Regions from separate parts of the Astyanax mexicanus genome. Here region 1 is linked to region 2. Evidence: chromatin contacts called from public Hi-C data. All regions are on one chromosome and are shown on one strand. Each heading gives the region's core, a stretch centred on a gene start, on an enhancer-like site or on the middle of the called end of the contact. The rest is flanking DNA. Distances are from core to core; before and after follow the strand shown. Region 1 overlaps LOC103028258 (a long non-coding RNA gene). Region 2 has its middle 8.4 kb from the start of wnt7ba.

What was found. A called contact is a pair of places that touch in the nucleus more often than the background predicts.
Region 1: a Hi-C map of muscle shows a contact between it and region 2, with 7 times the contacts expected there. The contact joins two enhancer-like sites. A contact is called at or near these places in 3 of 3 Hi-C or Micro-C datasets (blood and muscle).

The regions. Positions count from the first base shown.
Region 1 is chr2:12,301,208-12,304,860 of AstMex3_surface, forward strand. The region is part of intron 4 of LOC103028258 (a long non-coding RNA gene); the gene reads left to right. Among protein-coding and RNA genes, the nearest start is that of pparaa, 8.3 kb to the right of the region's middle. Within about 2 kb of position 2,109, the one cell type or tissue checked has an H3K27ac peak away from gene starts, as active enhancers do.
Region 2 is chr2:12,261,282-12,265,333 of AstMex3_surface, forward strand. No RefSeq gene overlaps it. Among protein-coding and RNA genes, the nearest start is that of wnt7ba, 8.4 kb to the left of the region's middle. Within about 2 kb of position 1,325, the one cell type or tissue checked has an H3K27ac peak away from gene starts, as active enhancers do.

The DNA of each region.
Region 1 (3,653 bases), core at 859-3,358, 41 kb after region 2:
AGAGACAGATTAGGATTATAATCAATCTGCAATGTCATGCCACAAATATTTTAAACTTTTTGTGTTTGCGTTAACGTGAACGCCCCTGTAATTTTTTTCATATAAAGAACAGTCTTCAAATCTTAGTGAAAGGAAAGGATTTTTTTTACATATGCTTTTGCATTTAGCTGAACAGTTTTTTATATTTATATTTGAATTATATTATATAATATTTAAAATTAACTTTTATATTGCAAATTAAGAGAAAAAATAAAGATCAAGCAAAGCAAAAAATCTTAAAAATGAAAGTTATAAAATAATATAATTTACAATAGTGTAATATCACAATATTAGTCTTCTGGGCACTTTTAAACTAATAAAAAAGAAGATTTAAGATTTTTAATATTCACTGTCTGTATTTGTTAAGCATAATCTGTGTGTGTGGCTTTTTTTAGTCAAAATTTAGACAGATCTGTAAATATACTTGGTAATACTTATGTGTTCATTTTTGTCTTTTAAAAACGCACATTATTTTTTATTAATTTGGCATTTTTATAATGTGAAAAGTGTACTTATGGCAAATGGAACATCCATACGTTTGTGAAATTAAGTCGTCGCACTGAATAATGTCACCAGAGCAGTAATGACTAAAAAACAACATATTTCGAAAATACAAAATAACGGTAACCTGAATATTAGCATTACCACATGAACTGCTATGATTTTATTCTTTAAAATATTTTTTTACTCTGAAGGTCAGATTAATAATTAATTAATCATTGATAAGTGATATTTTTTGTTTTGTAAAATGTTGGGGTCTGTTAGAACTGGGTGGCCAACATTTGTATCACAGTATATTTAAACATTTTGATTAATACATGTACTTTTGACTATGATATGAACAATTAAAAAGTTGATGAAAAACTGCCAAAGATGTCCACAGTGGAAGTCTGTAACTACATTTCATTTTATTTCTACAAAATCATATCACTGTTGTTTTAACCGTTTCTCTCGCAACATGTCTATTGATCTACATATATTATTGTATTATATGTATTATTGCCCAGTTTGTTTTAACATATACTCCCATCATCAACATAAAAACCTTTAGTTTGGTGCCTTTAGTGATTAATTGGGCCAAATTATGTACCGTAAAAAAAAGATCCAGTATCACACTGCTGTTACTAAGATGTTGCTGTGTTACGTCAGTGTGCGTATTGGATTTTGAACCAGTCTGAATCCAGTTTGGTGTTTCTGTGTTGCTATGCAGTTTGCCATTGTGGCAACTCATTGGGACTGCTGTTGCTACTAATCAGATGCTTGAACTAGTAGTTTCAGCACCTGCACTGTAATACGTGTAGAGACACTTTGGGGTCTCCTGAAGTGCAGTGGGTTGTCTTATCGTGACTGGCAGATGACAGAGGGAACGAAGTAACTGTTAATTGCTATAATCATGTTATGACTTCTGTCAGGACTGAAGCTTCTGCGACATTTTAACACGTTTTTATATAAAGACTTGTGACTGAACTGGACTTGTTTGGAGATCAACTTTAAAATGTAATTGCTTGTTAAAATCACCTGGCTAGGTTTGTAATGTGTATGTGTATCTGTGTTATTAAAGTGTGTTTGTGCAGATTTCTTTTTTCCTTTTAGATAAGTAGCATAGGAATGTTATTTATTTGTGGTATTTTTTAATTTATTGCTTTTGGTCTTGTGGCTTTGCAACTATTAAGGCTGCAGGCATTTCTGTGGTATGTGTGTTGTGGAAGTATAAGGGCATGACATTATTGTCTTATCTTGCTAATCTGTGGCTGGGTATGTTAAATGTTCAGTCTATCAATTAATGCTGAAGGATCTTTTGTCCTCAGGCAAATAGGACAGAGTCATTTTTAATAGTAATGACTGCGTGTGAATGAAGCATATTATTCAAATAACAGGCGGTGTGGATTTATCGCCAGACTAATACAGTGGGCAACGTGCATCGCTCTCCGTTGTCGCACAACACAACAAATGAACAACTCTCATTATTAGATGTCAAAGAAGTGTCTGGGCTCCTCTCTGTAACAGAAATCAGTTACATGAAAAAGTGAAAGTGACTCCAGCACCCAAAGGTCAAACGGGGATTAAGGGAAACGGTACTCGAGGGCACTGCGGTGAGCTTGCCTGTTCTGCATAAAAGCCCTATTGTCACGGAAACACTCACTGCCCAGAGCACAGGGCTCCAGTCTTAGAAGCAGAACGCCACCTACTGGATACTGATGGTGTTGCACTGGCTCAATCTCCACCAGGCTCCATAGGGTCATATGAACGACGTATTCAGGAAGGACAATGATATATACATCTGACGTGGACACAATGGCCACATTGTAAATATATAGGATTTGCGTGTTTCGGCTAAAAACTTAAAGACGCTGAGGGATATCTCTACAGATACGTCTCTCTGAGGCTGTATAGGCCACCATTTCTCTGCTCCTCTAAGCTTTCTCTCGCTCATATATTCAGGGATTCATCTTACCCCCATTACCACAAATGACCCAGACATGTGCAATGTGTGCCAGTCCTGTGTCTGGCGCTCTGGAGGTCATGGCATAGCACAGCCATGCCATCTAAGGTTACAGTGCTGCGGGTGAGGAGGGGGGTTGGTAGAGGGGTGGAGCAGGCCTTGCCCTGCAGGCCCTGTGTGGGATAAAAGGAGGCTTCGCATTTATCTCTCAGTCTATTAAAAGTACAGCACAAACAGCTCTCGCTATGCCAAACATTGTTAGACACACTGGCTGTGGCTGTATCCAGAGGGAGTGGAGCTCAGCGCCACATTTAACTCCTCTCACTCCGTCAGGTCTTTCAAGGACACTGAGGAGGCCTTATGATTACTCCCACTGCAGTTTGATGTGGATGGATGATTTGACTTGAGGGATGTTGTTCATTCCGACACTTTATTGTAGAGATGGTTGATTTATTTTTTTTAAATGCCCTTTACAGAGGAGGAGTCTGTATGTTTATAGTGCATGATTCAGAATGTACCGCTCCTCCTCCTCCTACCTGCTTTTCCAATAAAAAGCCACAAACAGGTTGTAATATATCTGTTTGCAGTGAGTAATTAATAATTAATAGCAGTATACACATATATATATATACATATGTGGGGGCATTTAATGTTCCATGATCCACATGTCGTATGTGTATGGGGAATATGCAGTGATTTTTGGTAAGTGCTGCCATAATTTTTGTGTGGTAGTTCCTGGTAGCATGTTTGTGTGTGACGTGTATGTGATTGTGTATTTAGCTGTCTGTGCGTGTTTTTGTATTTATGTGTGCATAATGAATGTGTGTGAGTCAGTGCTGCGGTAACAACACACTCTCGTGGGGCCTGTGGTAGTATGACTAGGCTTCGTGTGTGTGTGCCTCCCCCCCTCCGCCTGAGGTAAACCACAATGTAGCCCACACTCTCACTCATACGCACACACACCACTACCTCCTTAGCCTTACCACAGACCTCACGCCAGCTGGCCTCTTATTAATCATACGTGCGTATACACCGTGCGCGTACCTGCCGCTCTGTCTACTGCAGCTCACCTGTGCGCCAGTGCGTCACGCATGTGGGACCTCAAGCCCTGAAGCCTGGTACCCTCAAGCTGGCTCCAGCACAGCGGAACATGCGGGCCAGTGGCAGTGCG
Region 2 (4,052 bases), core at 75-2,574:
GGAAATTGGTAGAACCCCCCTTTGCCCTAATAGCCATTTTTCTCCATTTGGCTGAAATAACCCCAGTTAGGCATCCATCTACCAGTCTTGATCGACCTTGACTAGAAGAAAGTGTTTCCCACTTCTCCTTGCAGAATTCTTTCAGCAGTGTGAATCTTCAGTGTTTGTATGGAAGTTCTCAAAATTTCCTTAAGCAGCCCCTGATACATTGAAGAATGATTAGATGAGTGAAGGATGAGTGGATGATGGAGACCTCACCAGGCTGCTGCAGCAAAGCATCCACAAACCACAGCATGACCACCCCCATGCTTCACAGTAGGTACAGGTAATTGTGCTCAAATGCTTAGTCTGGTTTGCTTTAAACATGTCTTCTGTTACTGTGCCCAAATAGTCGAACTTTGGATTCATCTGTCCAAAGCACATCATTCCTGAAATGTTTCCTGCTTGCACATCTCTCATGACAAATGTAAAAAAGTAAAAGTGCTGTTAGCTTTTAGCATGTCAACGCATGTCAGTAACATGGGACCTTTTTAATGCATATTATTATTATTATTATTCATTTTTTTATTTTACCCTATTTGTATTTCCATTTATATTAAAATCTAAAATACACCTTACACCTGCCTCCACTCTGTGTTCCCCTCTCGCTCTCTCTCTCTCTCTCTCTCTCTCTCTCTCTCTCTCTCTCTCTCTCACTCTCTTTCTCTCTCTTACACACACACACACACACATCGCTGCTGCTTCTGTGAAGCATACGTTTACCATGTTTTCTTCTCCTACTTGCCCTAATCCCCCGTGGAAGTTTTTTGTTTGAGCAGCACGTTTTTGATGCTTCTACCAGTAAATTAAACTGGTGTGCCTCAGTAACTGTTCCAGTAAATGGAGTGAAAGCTGAATAACAATACAATTTGAACCTTTTTTTACAATGTGGTTAAATATTTTGAAATTTAACTGATACTTAAATATGGTTCAGAAAGGACAATCTATGTTTACAGTTAAAAAGATACAGTTTAACAAACATTTTAATATAAAAATTTTCAAATTTTCAAAAGTTTTAGTTTTAAGAATAAAAAAAGTGATTGATAATGATTAATCACAGCAAAAGTGATTAATTAGTTGGATTTTTTTTATCTATCAGCAGCTATAAAGTGCAACTGCTCCTCTCAGAGCGTTCAGGATAAAGAGCAGAAGTGAAGGCCCGGTCCCAGGCTTTGCAGAGACACACACAAAAGCGGGGTGTGGAGTGAACGAGAGACGAGGTGAAAAAGAGAAGTTTGTCATTATGTTGCCCATGTGACGGACGCCCTGTTGGGACAACAGATGTGCGATGATGTCATGCCAGAGGAGGGGTGGGGAGGTGCAGGGCGGGAGAGAGGGAGATGAGGGAGGACAGTGGCTCTGTGCAGAGTTCCTCTTGGCAGAGGGGAGCGAGGGAGAAGGGTTGACTGAGGGCAGGGAGTGGAAGGAGGAAAAGAGGAGTGACTCCCACACTGCCCTGTGCCCCCCTCAACCCCCCGGCCTGCAGAGTGCTCTGCGTTCTCACTTTAACCCCTTCAGCCATGTTATTCTGATATTCAGCTCGAGCCTTATTATGCAGTAACTGGTAGAAATGATGTGGTAACTGATGTACAAAGGGCCTGTGTGTGTGAAAACATTTCAATTCCTCAATTCCTAATTACAGAAGTTATACAGTCATTTTTATAGTTTTTTAAATAGTAGTTTATTTAATATATCCTCTCCTCGCTGTCAAACTAAATTGTTGTATCTGCGAAATCACAACTTTAAAGGAGACAGAAAAAACTTCTTTGTTTTTAATGGAAGTCAGTGCAAAATTATCCATTCAACATGGATTTAGACACAACATAAAACAACTACTGCCAAATTCACATTGTGTCAAAAAAGGGGAAAACAGGAAAAAAGTTTTTTGCATTCCAACAATGATAAGTTAAACAGGTCTATATTCATGTGTAGAAACTTGTATGCCTATTTTCAAATTTCAAGGTTAGTTAAACGGTCCTCTATAGAAAAAAAAATATGTATACATGAAATTTTCAATTTCATAAATTAAACTACCTTGCACAAGCTTGACTTGGACTTAGACTGTGGACGGTACTGTACAAGAGTCAGAGAGCACTCTCTATTTTACTACTTTTCTATTTTATAATTGCCAGTCAAAACAGTCATTAAGGGCAATATTTTTTTAGTTCCAGAAAAGAAGGACAATATTTATAAAAAAAATACACAGAAGTCTCAACAACTATATATAATATTAGGTACAGGCAAGAAATGCAGCTGACGTTCATAGTGTTTCTGAGCATGCATCCTTTCAGGCCTACAGTTACTACAGTTAAAAAAAAGTAAAACAGCACTACAGAATAAGACAAACAAAGCCCATGGAGCAGAGTTTCAAAATGTAAGTAAATTCATGTAAAATAACTCATGTGAGGCATATGTGGGTTTGGACCCTTTGTAGTGATGTCGCCACTCTTTTTATTTGTTCGACCAACAAGCTACGACTGTCCAAAGATGAAATCTTCATAAGACAGTTCACTGAGGACCTGCAGCTTATGCTTTGGGATGCACCTACTGTTTTACTACACTGTCTACAGAGAGATATTTAACACATCCAAAGTTTAGTTGTACATGTTGGAGCATTTTCTGTTTCTCACCATTAAAATAAATCTCAAACATATCTTTTTATTCAGAACTCTAGAGGTATTCTCACACTGGAAGGACAGCTGTGAATGATTCAGATCTGAAGCAAGAGTGCAGCTTGATTCTCTCTCTGCCAAAGGTGAAAGATTTCAGTTAAATTCTAGGTTAATGGGTGCAGTTCTTATGCTATACGAGGTCTACCTTATAATATGGCTTAATTTTTCAGAATATCTCAGAAATATATTTTGAAAAATGTATAATTTACATATGTATATAACTTAACGTATGACAAACAATCTCTTTTGACTGGAGTTAAAAAAAAATCCCAGTACTGTATATACTGACAGTATACTGTAAACCAATAACATAATTCGACCACTTAACCATTATATTTAATTCTTCCTTAATTCAATTATCCATTATTATCCATCTTATAGTGTACTGTTTAGTAATTACTGCAAAATTACTGTAATTGTGTAATTATGAGAGTAAGGCACCGGCCTGCACACTTACATTCAGGATATTGTAGTTTATACCAATACAAGAACTTAATTTTATGAATCACTACAGTAATTACTTAAATAAAAAATAAAGTGAGACTCATATGTGATTTAAGTAGTTGTTATAGTAAAGAACTGTACATTAAACTTAACTTCTTTGATACTTTCAGGTACTTGTTATACTCTTATTTAGAAACTACATTAAATTATTCAACAACTACAATGGAAATCAGTGAAACAAGTTGTGTAATTATGACATTGGTAAGTATATAAAATGTGGTGCTGTATGCCCTTGCTGTATAAGGGGTTAACTAAAACTGACCGGTATGATTACTATCAAAAGATTCTTTGGTCATCATTGGACCAAAATGTCCTATCACCATAAAGGTTATGTTACATATAAAGGCAACAATACATTCTTCACTTTCAATATAATTTAAGGAAAGTAAAGTATTTAGGAATAAGTTTATAAGATGTCTGTTCATCATGTATTTTCTTTTTTACATAATCTTAAATGCTAACGAAACGGTGCTTTGACTTAAATTTCTGTATTAATAAATGCATCTCAAATACAATAGCTTTTTTTTTTTTAAAGAAAATAACTGCAAATAAATGTTTCCAACAGTAAAAAATTGGCTCTCCTTTTTGCCCAGTAGTGATGATTCGCATATAAAATAAAATACATAATTTTCTTAGTAGTTAACTTATGGTGATATTATTTTGTGGCTCAGGAATGTACAGTCCTTTAAAAATCACCATAACAGCTGTATTTCCAGAACAGTACTATAAAATCAGGCTCAGTAACGAGAGCTACAGAGAGTAAGCCGTTACCTCTGTGTCAACCTGGAGTTTATGTTTTTGCTGAGTTGCCATTATCTCCAGCCAAAAAAGACAGCT